2 separate regions of the Sus scrofa genome follow, and region 1 is linked to region 2. The links are chromatin contacts, called in public Hi-C maps. All regions are on one chromosome and are shown on one strand. The core of a region is the stretch at or near the end of the contact, and the rest is flanking DNA. Distances in the headings are between cores, read along the strand shown. Region 1 holds the start of TOP1MT (DNA topoisomerase I, mitochondrial). Region 2 holds the start of MAFA (transcription factor MafA).

Evidence for each region. A called contact is a pair of places that touch in the nucleus more often than the background predicts.
Region 1: a Hi-C map of embryonic fibroblasts shows a contact between it and region 2, with 2.2 times the contacts expected there. The contact joins the promoter of TOP1MT here to the promoter of MAFA in region 2. A contact is called at or near these places in 3 of 47 Hi-C or Micro-C datasets (embryonic fibroblasts, epiblast stem cells and skeletal muscle) and 1 of 2 datasets of contacts at active chromatin or transcription factors (skeletal muscle).

What each region holds. Positions count from the first base shown.
Region 1 is chr4:1,130,620-1,136,705 of Sscrofa11.1, forward strand. It overlaps TOP1MT (DNA topoisomerase I, mitochondrial), which reads left to right and starts at 3,560. Exons shown (of 19, transcript XM_013993526.2): 1 at 3,560-3,687. RHPN1 (rhophilin-1) reads right to left here and starts at 2,411. Exons shown (of 15, transcript XM_013993565.2): 1 at 2,157-2,411. The coding sequence starts at 2,237.
Region 2 is chr4:1,087,830-1,094,295 of Sscrofa11.1, forward strand. It overlaps MAFA (transcription factor MafA), which reads left to right and starts at 2,189. Exons shown (of 2, transcript XM_021090536.1): 1 at 2,189-4,009; 2 at 4,012-5,771. The coding sequence starts at 3,416. The coding sequence ends at 4,503.

The DNA.
Region 1 (6,086 bases), core at 2,310-4,809, 44 kb after region 2:
TGGAAGGACGGGGCCCCAGGAAGAAGTTGGGCACATCTGCTGGGGCTCTGGGACTCAGCAGCCCAGCCTGGAGCCCCCACCAGGAGACAGCCGACCGCCCGCCCAGCACACGTCCTCCAGCACTTGCGAATTCCTGGCGTGACCCCCACGACCCATCTCGCCCTCGCAGTTACTCCAGGCCACACGTGTTTAGGTGGGGGGGTGACAGCCAAGGTGCTCACGAAGAGCGATCTTTCAGAGGAAGCGTGCCCTGTGGTCACACACACACACACACACACGGCCGTTTCAGACCCCGTGGGGACTCCAGCCTGTCCCGGCCCCACGCGGGGGGCACTCTAAACAAGGCTCCTGGTGCACGGCCACCTTGGACAACAGCCCAACATCTCCAGACACCAGCATTCTCCGGAGAGGTCAGTCAAGGAGGACTTCCTACAGGAGGAGGCATTCTTCTGGGACTTGAAAGACAGAAGGCTTCCAAGCGGTCCTAGGTGTTGAGGAGAGAACCTGCACCCCACTGACCAACGGGATAGAGAGCAATCAGCCAGGAGGACTCCCCCTCTGGAGCCCCGGGCAGGCCCTCATCTGGAGGTGGACGAGGGCTGGTGTCCCGATGGCACCAAGAAGGGACAAGACAACACAGCCTCCCCCTCCCCGCTCCGCCCTGCTGGCTGGCTGTCTTCCCACAGGCCCTTCTCTGTGGTGCCTCCTGTGCCCACTCCGGGCTCAGGAGGGATGAGCCCAGGGTGTGAGCAGTCACCCCCTGCCAGGAGGCCTGAGACTCAGAGGCAGGGGCAGGCCCCGCCGAAGCCACACCCCTCTCCCTCCCAAGGTCCCACTGCAGAGCTCCAGCAGGTTCTCAGGGCTGTGGAGGACAGCATGGCCATCCGCCTGGGGAGCAGGGCCGCACTCGACACAGTTCATTTGGTCTCCTGTGTCAAGGACTCCTGGAGAGAAGTGTTGGAGGCCGGAGACCGCGGGGTCTCCAGGGAGCTCTGCGGCCAGCACCCCTCAAAGCCTTGCCACCCTAACTCTCCCTGCTGGCAGCAGGCTGGTTGTGTAACCTGGGCGGGCTGAGAGCCACTCTCACAAGTGGTAAAGGGATCTGCCAGCTCGCCCACTTATGGCAGAACCCCCACCTCTGATAAGGCAGCGACCCCAACACACCCTCACTGCTGTGGCCCCGACGGGTGAGGGTCTAGTGGATCCCCCAGAATCCCCAGGAGAAAAATGCCATGGGCAGTGGCCAGAGCTGGCAAAGTGTGGGGATAGCTATGCCAGCACGGGTCTAGGAACAAACCTGCAGGACGGTGGGCAGGGCCAGGCCGCATGCCCCCACCAGGCAGGTGGCATGGGACTGAAACCCCTCGTGGATATGGATGCCCAAAGCCTGGAATAAGCACTGGGGCAGCCTCACGGTGACCCCCAGGGGAGAACCGGGCTCCGGGCTGCAGAGTGAGACAGCCAGGGTGCCTCCTCTTTCCCGAACACAGACTCCAAAGGTCTCCAACCCCCCCAACCCCCCCAGCGATCAGACTTCAGAAGGAGGCAGAGGTGCGGGTGAGGAGAGACAAACACCCAGATGGGAAGTCCTCCAGCCACTTCCTATACCCAGGAAGCTTCAGCCGCCTGTCTCTAGGCCTTTCATCAAGAGATGAGTGCCCCGGGGCAAAGTTGAATGGCCCTAGGGAAGAGAGCAAAGCTAGGAAACGAGTGCCAGGCACGAGGAGCAAACATGAGGGCCACGGGCTGCAACGGACCCAAGCCCAATCGCTGCCACAGAAGCGGTTCCTGGAGCATTGGAGAAAACCACAAGCTGGGCTGGCGCTCCCACCGGTTTCTGGTAAGCGCAGGGCGGAGGTGGGGGTGTGTGTCCCCAAACAGGAGGGAGAGAGAGGAGCACAGGCAGCCAGCCAGCCAACCCGGCTCTGGCTCCGCATGGAGCCCTGGGTTCCCCAGCAGTAAGACCACCTTGCCTCTAGGGGCGAGTGAGATTCTCGGGGACCGGGTGGGTCCGCCCCCGCCCCCGACACTAGCGGTGCGCTCAGACGGGAAAAGCCAGCGTGGGCTCCACAGCCCCGCCGGTGGCAGACAGCCACAGGAGCCGGCTGGGTCTGGGACCCCTCCTCCCGGCGCCCCCTGCCCCCGGGCGCGCCCACCTTGCGGGAGCTGCCAGCCGCCTGCAGCTGAGTGCTCTCCTCGCCAGCGGCCTGGCCATCTGGCCTCTCCTCGGGGACCATCGCCGCCCGCTGCTCGGGCCACGCCCACCTGGAAGCCGATCCCGGCGCAGGGACCCCCGGCGCGCGGGATCCCGCACTGTACTCTTCTCCCGGTGGCCGCCAGGCCGGGTGGAGAGGCGGGGCGCTAGCCGCCGGGCGTGCGAAACTTGTCCAATCGGCGGCGGCAGCGACTCTGACAGACGGAAGCTTCGGCCAACCAGAGCCCGAGGGAGGTGGCTTCGCGGCCAGACCCCGCCCGCCTGCGCCCGAGGAGCCCGGAGGCGGGGGGTGGAGGGGGATGCGGTCGCCCCTGGCAACCGCCGGCGGCGGAAAAGGGAAAAACAAGGCGCGGCGCAGGGCCCTGGGCAACGCGGGTTTCACCCGCCCAGCGGCGGGGCCTCGGGGCGCCGCTCGTAAAGATTCGCCAAGGGGTGGTTAACAGTTTTGCTGGAACAAGCGCCCGTGCAGGTCTCGATGTCCGCTTTTCTCTCTGCGTCGGGACCCAGGCTTCGGCCTGGCCACAGTGCTAACAGCGGTCGGCGCTCCATTGCCATGCCTCTAGATCCTGCTTCCAGAACCTGCCCCTGGAACCCGCCTCTGGAGCCCACCCTTCAGAACGTCCAAAACCCACCCCAAGAACCTGCTGCAGAACTCGCCAGTACAATCTGCTTCCCGAATCATCTTACTTTCACAGCCCGCTTCTAGAACTGACTTGCCTCCGGGACCAGCCTGCCTGCAGAGCTGGCCTGCTTCCAGAATTGGACTCTTTCCGTGCCCTGCTCTCCTGGTGGGTTTGCCCCAGCGTCCGGGTCCTTTCCTGACTTCTCCAGGTATGATGACTCTGGAACACGCTCGTTTCATGCCCGGCTCACCTCAGGGAAGAACACACCCCTTGTAGGGGCAGGAACACCAGAGCATAAGCAGTAACGCGGCTAATCTTTATCACGTTGCCCTAAAGTTCCAGCCTTGCCATCTTCGCCATCACCTGGGTTCCTGCCACGCCTCCGTTCTTCCCCACAGGCTCTTGCTTGATCCTGCAAATCCTGTGAGCTGAGCTGCTTGGGCCGCCCTGGCCATCTGCAACAATAACTACGAAATAAGGGAATCGTTAACTCCCGGGAAAATAAAAAATAACCAGAGACGTATTTGACCTGACTCAGCGGTGTACCACTGTCCTGTGGCATCTTGACCCTGGACAGCTTTTACGAGTTTCTGTGGGGAGGGGAGAGGTGAAAGGTGAAGAAGTGGGTGAGAGAAGCGCCTCGTCCTCCTGAGGCTAAATCAATAGATAAGGCCTGAATTAGAAGCAGAATTCCAGAGGCAGACGCTTGTGGGTGGAATTGCGGAATTTGCAATGGTGGAATTCAACACCGCATTGGCAGCTCAGCGACTTAGGGGAGGTCGCCTCGGGGAGGGCAGCGGGGCTCTGGAGGAGGCTCCTCTTTGGCCGAGTGGTTCCTGTAGAGCTAAGGTTGGTGCGACGCTGCATCTTCTATAACCAGACAGTCCTAAAGCTTGTGTTTTTCAAGAGTGGGTGTCTAGGAGTTGACAAGAAGAAGCATCCCAAAGCGGAGTTCCTTTGTGGCACAGCGGCTAAGGATCTGGTGTTGTCGCTGCCGTGGCTGGGGTCCTGCTGTGGTGTGGGTTTGATTCCTGGCCTGGGACCTCCCTGCCCCCCCCAAAATCTTTCATTTTATGGGAGCTTATTACTATATGATATGATGTATATGTGAAATAAGTATTCTCAGCCAAGAAAATAGGAGGAAGAAAAAGCTAAAGAGGAAAAGCTAGGAATGCTTGTTGTGGCCCTGCGGGTTACAGACCCGACATTGTGTCTTTGAGGATTTGGGTTTGATCCCTGGCCTCGCTCGGTGGGTTGAGAATCCAGCATTGCCACAAGCTGTGGTGTAGGCTGCAGATGCAGCTTGGAACCTGTGTGGCTGTGGCTGTGGTGTAGGCTGGCAGCTGTAGCTCCGATGAGACCCCTAGCCTGGGAACCTCCATATGCTGCGGGTGTGGCCCTAAGAAGACCAAAAAAGTTGGTCAGTCCCTCAGAGGCGCAGTCTGGGACAGAGATTCTCTCGGCTGGGCTTCGCCTCTGACTGCTTGAGACTGAGAGGCGTGAGGCCCTGGAGGCCCTGAGCCGTGACCTTCGGTCTCGAGGGGAGGCCACGTTGCTCCTCCCCTGGGCTCATTTCCAGGGAGGAAGGCGGAGCAGGAGGAAAGCCAGATGTCCCCAAAGCTCCCCCAGACCTTTGTCACCTGGCCACACGTAGCTGCGGGAGAGGCTGGGGAGGTGTCGGCCTTGCTGCCCGAACGCAGTGGGGGTTCTGTCTGGCAGGAGAGCCCGGAGTGGGCTTGGCTTCCCAGAAGGAGTGGCCGCGTTGGAGTGAAAGCACAAATACACCACATTCAGAAAGGAAAGAGAGCGATGAGCGAGACGGGGAGCTGGCACAGACCATGGGAGGACGTTGTGCCAGTAGACGGGCCGGGCCAGAGAAGACGGGCGACTCTGTACCCAAACACACATGGGAAGGGGGGAGCGAGGAGACCAATGACCGTGGAATCAGGTGCTGAGAGGGGCGCCAGGCGCCCCAAGTCCGTCCAGTCCAGATAACAGCTGCTTGCTGTGCTGCTCAAAGGCCCCCAGCCTGTGGAGGGCACCGAGGGCCATGGAGCAGCCGGCCAGGGTAAGGTGCCCACGTCTCCTTAGACGTGGGGACACTGCCCTGATTTCACCCACGCAGCTCAATGACAGATCCTGTTGTTGGCGGGTCCTGTCCAGTTGCCCCTCCCCGGTCACTACAGAATTCACAGGCTCAGGGAAGGATGGCCAAGCAGCCCCAGAGGGCAGAGACCCTGCTGGCGCCTCTGGGTTGTCACGGCAGGGTGGGAACCATGTTGGGGGCTGTGTGGGTCAGGAGCTGGGGGAGGTTAAGCACCTGCCACGCCAGGGAACTGCTGCACAGTCACCATCCAGCCCCAAATGCTGGCGGGACACAGCGAGCCACACTGGTCCCCTTAGTCCCCTTCCTTCAGCCGGTGGTCACCTGACGCCCGGGGGCTGAGGATGCAGCTGTGGCCAGTTGGACAAGATGGGAGTCTTCAGGGGGCTCCTGGGAGGGTGACCTCCCCCGACCCCCACCCTGGAGCTGTCGTGGCCGCATGCCACCCCGAGGCTTGTGGGGGAACCCGAGGGTGGCAGAGAGCCCTGGCCCTGCTCCCCTGACTTTGGGTTTGGGGACATAACCAGTCTCTTCTCCTTCTCAGTCACTTGGAGTTGGGCTTGCTGATGTCTGAAGCCCAAATTGTCCCACACCCAAGTTCCTGTTGCAGCTCGTGGGTTAAGAACCAGACAGTGTCCGTGAGGACACAGGTTTGATCCCTGGCCTCGCTCAGTGGGTTAAGGATCTGGCGTTGCCGTGAGCTGTGGTGTAGGTCGCAGACTCGGCTTGGATCTGATGTTGCTGTGGCTGTGGTGTAGGCCTGTGGCTACAGCTCCCATTAGACCCCTAGCCTGGGAACCTTCATACACTGCAGGTGCAGTCCTAAAAAGACGAAAAAACAAAACAAACAAACAAACATTAAAACAGAAAGAGAAGGAGCTGTCTACATTTGATGAAGACAGTGTATCAAATACTACAGATAATGACTATGTTACATATTGGAATTTTAAAACCATTGACATTTATTTATTTACTTATTGTTGTCTTTTTAGGGCTGCACCCATGGCATATGGAGGTTCCTAAGCTAGGGGTCGAATTGGAGCTGCAGCTGCCGGCCTACACCATAGCTCATGGCAATACTGGATCATTAACCCACCGAGCAAGGCCAGGGATCAAACCCGCAACCTCATGGTTCCTAACCAGG
Region 2 (6,466 bases), core at 939-3,438:
CCAGCCGGCTGGCGCGGGGCCAGCAACCCTTGAGCATAACATTTTGGGGCTGGGTGTGGGGACCGTCTCCGATTTGGTGTGGCTGGCTGTGGACCTCGAGGTGGCTCAGGGTGGGCTTGGGGGGGTCGGGGCTGACCTGCAGGACCACCCTGGCCTCACCTGCCCGACTGCACCTCTCAGGACAAGGCAGGCGAGTGGGTGAGACCAGAGATGTCGCCGGGGCGGGGCTGTGGATCGGTGTCCCTTGTCCTAAGAACAGGAGCTGTGAGGAAGGCTCCTGCTGGCACAGGCCCCGCCCCAGCACCTCCTGAGCTTGGCACTGAACCCCGAGGGGCCAGGGGCCTGGCTGGTCCAGTGGACTGGCTGGAGCCGCAGAGGCAGAGGCGAGATGGCCGGACAAGCAGCCCAGTGCAATGTTCTCACTCAGAAGGGCAGACGCACCACCGGCTCGACATGCGGCATCTCCCCTCTGAACACCGAGGGCTTTAAAGGGGACCTCGAAGTTTGCTGATGGGCAGCATTGTCACTGCTGTGGCTCGGGTTGCTGCTGTGGCACAGGTTTGATCCCTGACCCAGGAACTTCCACGTGCTGTGAAAGTGGTGAAAAAAACTTAAAAAATAAAAAGAGCCCCAAACCTGGCAGGGAATCTGGCCTGGAGCCCAAGCACCTGGCCTGGGGTCTCGGTCCTCCCACTGGCTGGACCATGCCTGTGGCGTGGGTCCTTGCTCTAGGTGTGGCCCTGCCTCGCCACAGAGGAATGTGGGGGCAAGGAGAAGGGGCGAGGGGTAGCCAGCATGTGCAGTGGGGCGAGGCCATGGTGTCTTAGGCTGCGAGGCTTCCCTCCTCATTGTATGACATGTCTCTTAGAAAATAAGAGACGGAGGGCTTCCCATCGTGGCTCAGCAGGTTACGAACCTGACAAGCATCCATGAGGATGCGGGTTGGATCCCTGGCCTCGTTCAGTGGGTTAAGGATCCGGCATTGCCATGAGCCGTGGTGTGGGTGGCATATCCCCTGTTGTTGTGGCTGTGGCGCAGGCCAGCAGCTATAGCTCTGATGCGACCCCTAGCCTGGGGACTCCCATATGCCGGGGGTGTGGCCCTCAAAAGCAGAAAAAAAAATTCATGCTATGGCACAGTGGGTTATGAATCCGACTGCGGTGGCTTGAGTCACTACAGAGGCATGGGTTTAATCCCCAGCCGGTCGCAGTGGGTTAAGGACCTGGCATTTCCAAAGCTGTGGCATGGGTAGCAGCTGCAGCTCAGATTTAATTCCCGGCCTGGGAGCTTCCATATGCCATGGGTGCGACCATAAAATAAAATAGACATCCATGCCAAGAACAAGGCAAAAACCCTGGTAGATAAATGCCCCCGCACAAGGCTAAGCTGCCCCTGGGGACTTCCTGCCCAAGTTCCTCCAGACTTTTCCTTCTGTGCATACATGATTGCATTGAAGAGTGAATCTTTAGGAGTTCCTGTCGTGGCTCAGTGGTTAACGAATCCGACTAGGAACCATGAGGTTGCGGGTTCAGTCCCTGCCCTTGCTCAGTGGGTTAAGGATCCGGCGTTGCCGTGAGCTGTGGTGTAGGTCGCCAACGTGGCTCGGATCCCCCGTGACTGTGGCAGTGATGTAGGTTGGCAGCTGCAGCTCCGATTGGACCCTTAGCCTGGGGACCTCCATATGCCATGGGTGCAGCCCTGAAAAGACAAAAGACAAATAAATAAATAAATAAATAAGGTGAGTTTTTAGGAGTTCCATTCGTGGCTCAGCAGTTAATGAACCCGACTAGAATCCGTGAGGATGTGGGTTCGCTTCAGTGGGTTAAGGATCCAGCATTGCCCTGAGCTGTGGTGTAGGCTGGCAGCTGCAACTCAGATTCAACCCCTAGCCTAGGAACTTCCACATGCCGCAGGTGCAGCCCTAAAAAGCAAAAGAAAAAAAAATTAAATGTCAAAGTCATATAACAACAGTACATAGAATGAGGGGCCCCTCCCATCTCAGTTGACCCTGGAGGGCGGTGGCAGGGACCACTGCCCTGCTCCGGGTGAACCCACTCCCCCACAGTTCCTACCCAGTCACCCAGGCCTGGGCAACCTCGTTTTGTGAGCCCAGCCCTCCCTGGCACTGGAGGCTCCCACCTCCACTCCCCCTCATCCCCCGACCCCACCCAGCACAGCGCCCCCGCCACCACCACTAGGTGGGCAGCTGGGGCTGGGATTCCTAATGTGGTGCCAGGCCTGGCACCCCATGCTCCTTCCGCCCCGGGGTCCCTCCGACCCCTGAGCCCAGGGCTTTCCCCTCCCGGAGGCTCTAGCTCCCATACTGGGGTCCCTGGCACCGACCCTTCACCGGCGCGACTCCCTCCCCACCTGCTCCGGCTGCAACCCTTGCAGCCAGGCGTCCTGCGGTGGAGCCCGCCCGCCGCACCGAGGTGCCAGCAACTTTGTTGACTAAATTCCTGAACCCGCCTGAACTGCGGAGCTAAAAATAACCGGTGCTCCCGCGCAGTGCCCGGCGGAGCTGCGCAGTGTCACCCGTGTCGGGAGGCCGGAATGTCCCGGCGCCACCTCGCTAGCGGGGCTGGACTCGGGCTCCCAGCTGGCCGGAAAAACCCTGGGAAGGGACTGCAGGGTCACGACCATCTGGGCAGCTGGGGGACCGAGGCACCGAAGAGCACTCTCTGCTCCCCGAGACTCTGTGGGCGCCCAGTCGCGGACACGAGGCCCAGGAGTCCGCATGCGACCTAGCAAGCCCCAGGAGGCCCTGGTGAGCCCCAGCCGCACGGAGCCCTCTGCCCGTGCTATCCCCCGAGACGGCCACCAGAGGGCCCTGTCCCCTCCTCTCACCAGCGGCGGCGGGTCACCACCCCTTCCCACAGCTGTTCCTCACAGGAGATTGACAGCTGGGCTCGGGGTTGCCATGGGGATAGGCAAATGAGAGCTGCGAGTCTCGGGCTCCTATTGGCCCGGGGGCGCGCGCCCCTCCCATAAAGGCGGAACTGAGCGCCCGGCACTATAAAGGGGAGCGCGCTGCGCGGCGCTCGGCGGTGGAGGCGGGGCTGGCGGTGCGCGGGCGGAGCGCGGGGAACCTGAGCTGCTGGAGGCGGTGGCCCTAAGGCCACCCGCCCGGCCGCCGGCACGGGAAAAGGGGAGCGCGGTTGGCCTGCGTCCGCCAGGGAGCGACCCGGGGCTGGCCGAGAGGGCTGACTGGCGGCATCCCCAGCGACCGCCCCTGAGTTGGCTGAGTGAAAGTTTTCCCCGCACGCCTCTGCCGGGACACCGCGCCCCCGGCCACCGAACCCGGAGGGACCCGCCGCCTCTGGGAAGCGAAGGGGGGGAGAGGCCCGCGGCTCCCCCCCTCCCGCCTCCCGTCGGGGCGCAGCCGGGCGCGGCGGCGGGGGGCCCCCCCCGGGCGATGGCCGCGGAGCTGGCGATGGGTGCCGAGCTGCCCAGCAGCCCGCTGGCCATCGAGTACGTCAACGACTTCGACCTGATGAAGTTCGAGGTGAAGAAGGAGCCACCCGAGGCCGAACGCTTCTGCCACCGCCTGCCGCCTGGCTCGCTGTCCTCGACGCCGCTCAGCACGCCCTGCTCCTCCGTGCCCTCTTCGCCCAGCTTCTGCGCGCCCAGCCCGGGCACCGGCGGCGGCGGCGGCGGTGGGGCCGGGGGCGGCGGCGGGGCGGCTCAGGCTGGGGCTGCCCCGGGGCCGGCGAGCGGGGGCCCCGGCGCCGTCGGGGGCGCCTCGGGGAAGCCGGCGCTGGAGGATCTGTACTGGATGAGCGGCTACCAGCACCACCTGAACCCCGAGGCGCTCAACCTGACGCCCGAGGACGCGGTGGAGGCGCTCATCGGCAGCGGCCACCACGGCGCGCACCACGGCGCGCACCACCCAGCGGCCGCCGCGGCCTACGAGGCCTTCCGGGGCCAGGGCTTCGCGGGCGGCGGCGGCGCGGACGACATGGGGTCCGGCCACCACCACGGCGCGCATCACGCCACCCACCACCACCACCACCGGCCCACCACCACCACCACCACCACCACCACACCGGCGCAGGCCACCACGGCGGCGCGAGCCACGGCGGCGGCAGCGCGGGCCACCACGTGCGCCTGGAGGAGCGCTTCTCCGACGACCAGCTGGTGTCCATGTCAGTGCGCGAGCTGAACAGGCAGCTCCGCGGCTTCAGTAAGGAGGAGGTCATCCGGCTGAAGCAGAAGCGGCGCACGCTCAAGAACCGCGGCTACGCGCAGTCGTGTCGCTTCAAGCGGGTGCAGCAGCGGCACATTCTGGAGAGCGAGAAGTGCCAGCTCCAGAGCCAGGTGGAGCAGCTGAAGCTGGAGGTGGGGCGCCTGGCCAAGGAGCGGGACCTGTACAAGGAGAAATACGAGAAGCTGGCCGGCAGGGGTGGCCCCGGGGCCGCGGGCGGGGCCGGCTTCCCGCGGGAGGCCTCGCCGCCGCAGGCCGGCTCCGGCGGGGCCAAGGCCGCGCCCGACTTCTTCCTGTGAGCGCGGGACCCCGAGCCCGCGCTGCCGCCGGGAGAGGCTCGCGCAGGCCGCCCAGGGCCTCGGCCCGGACTCCGCGGCCCAGGACGGGGACTCGCGGCGGGGCCGCCGCTGCGCGCGGGCCCTCGCCTTGACGCCACCGCCCCCGGCCCGGCCGGCCGGCCGGCCCGCCCCGCGCGCCGGGCTGCTGCGCCTGCAGGCGCCAGACCCCAGGCCCCTGCTGGCGGCGCGGCCTCCTCGCTCCCGGCTCGCGACCCTTCCCGGGCCGCCGTCCTGACGCTGCCCCGACTCCTCTGCGCGGAGCGCGGCGACGCCCAGGACAGTTGGGCCGGGTCGCAGTCCTTCCTGGCGTCCGCTTGTACATACGCGGAAGGCGGTTCTGCGCCCGCCCCCGCCCCCGCCGGGACTGCCGGCAGCCCCCGCCGCCCCACGCTCCCTCGTTTCCTTTCTTTGCGGCCCCTTGCCCTGCCCTTTTCTACTCCTTTTTAAAGCAGTCTTATTTTCGAAGTATTTATATTTATTTTGCTCGGTGATTAGAAAAGAAAGTCCCGGAGGACGCTCCCTCCTGTGCCGCCGCGGCCGCCCTCCGACGTCCGGGTGTCCCAGCATGTGTGGCTCGCTCGGAGCGGCCCGGCCCCTGCCTGCCCTCTTGCCCGCCTGCCCCCCACCCTGCCACCGGCGTCTCTAGAGACTGAGGCCGGAGGGCTTTATCTCTGCTGTGTTCAGTCCCGCTGCCCTACTGTACTCGAGGGGGGGGGGTGGGGGCTGGCCCGGACTCCCGTGCTGCTATTTGTCTATGCACCAGATTGTATTTATGACTCCTGGGGAAATATATCTTATTTTAACCCTCAAGAGAAGTGAAAGGGAAAAAAAGTAATGCACAGTATTTCTAGCAGAAGAAAAAAAGGGTTTTTTTTAAAGAGGAGGTTTCGCCTGAATCTCCTGGCATGGGGGCGGGTGGAGAACGTGTTTTTACTTTAATTTAAAATGTGTTTCGTTTTGTTTGTGGATTCTTTTTGAAAAGTCTGATGGCTTTTTGGAGTAGCCGGGATATAGGGTGGGGAGGCCTGTGCTCCCGGCCCTGCGAGCCGCCCAGCCCGGGCTCCAGCGGGTCCTGTGTTCCTTCAGCGCCTGCTCCTGCTGCGCGCGGGAGGTTCACCAACTTGTTGAAAGTTTTGTTGTGTTATTGGGTCTTGGTGGGTTCTTTTTCATTTGCTACGAAGCTGAGGAAAGAAGAAAACACAAAATAAACCCGTTTAGATCCAAAAGTCGCTAGAGCCTGGCTGGTTTTCTATGGCTTTTGTTTTTGCCATATTTCTTCCAGAACAAAAAGAAAAAGAGGTGCCCGACCCGGGCCCTGCCTTAACTCTGGTTGACCCGCCTGGGCCGACCGGGAGAGACTGACCAGAGTTGTGGCACCTGCCGGGCCACCCCTGGGCTGCCTCTCGGGGAGGAGGGCCGCACAGGGTGGCCCTGACCCCCAAGGAAGGCAGGCCCGGCGGGCCTCTGCCTGAGGCTCCTTGGCAGTGACCCTGCACGGGGCACCACGGCGTCTCTGTGAAAGGCACTGTCCTCAACTCTTCTGAGCCTGCGTTCTGGTCTCCTACCTGAAGCGCCAAGGCCTGGGAGGTGGGGGCACCCGAGAGGGCGGCCCCTCTGGGATTTCCACCCGAGGGGGCTCAGGGCCGCTGCAGGGCACCGGCCTTGGCTCCATTCGTTCACATCGAGATGGAGTCCGGGGAAGGTCTGCTGTTTGCACGCTTGGAGAAGGGTCTGCCGCGCCTCTTCTCTGCGGAGGGGGCTGTGCTGCTTTTCCGTCTGGGGACAGCAAGTCTCCCCCTGGGGGCTGGGACAGCTGCAGTTCCCAGGGGGACACCTCCTGAGTTTGGTTTAGTGTCTCCATCAGAGAGACGGAGGGCACGGCGACGGCTGCCCTCCCCTCTGACTTAGCGTGAAACTGAGACTG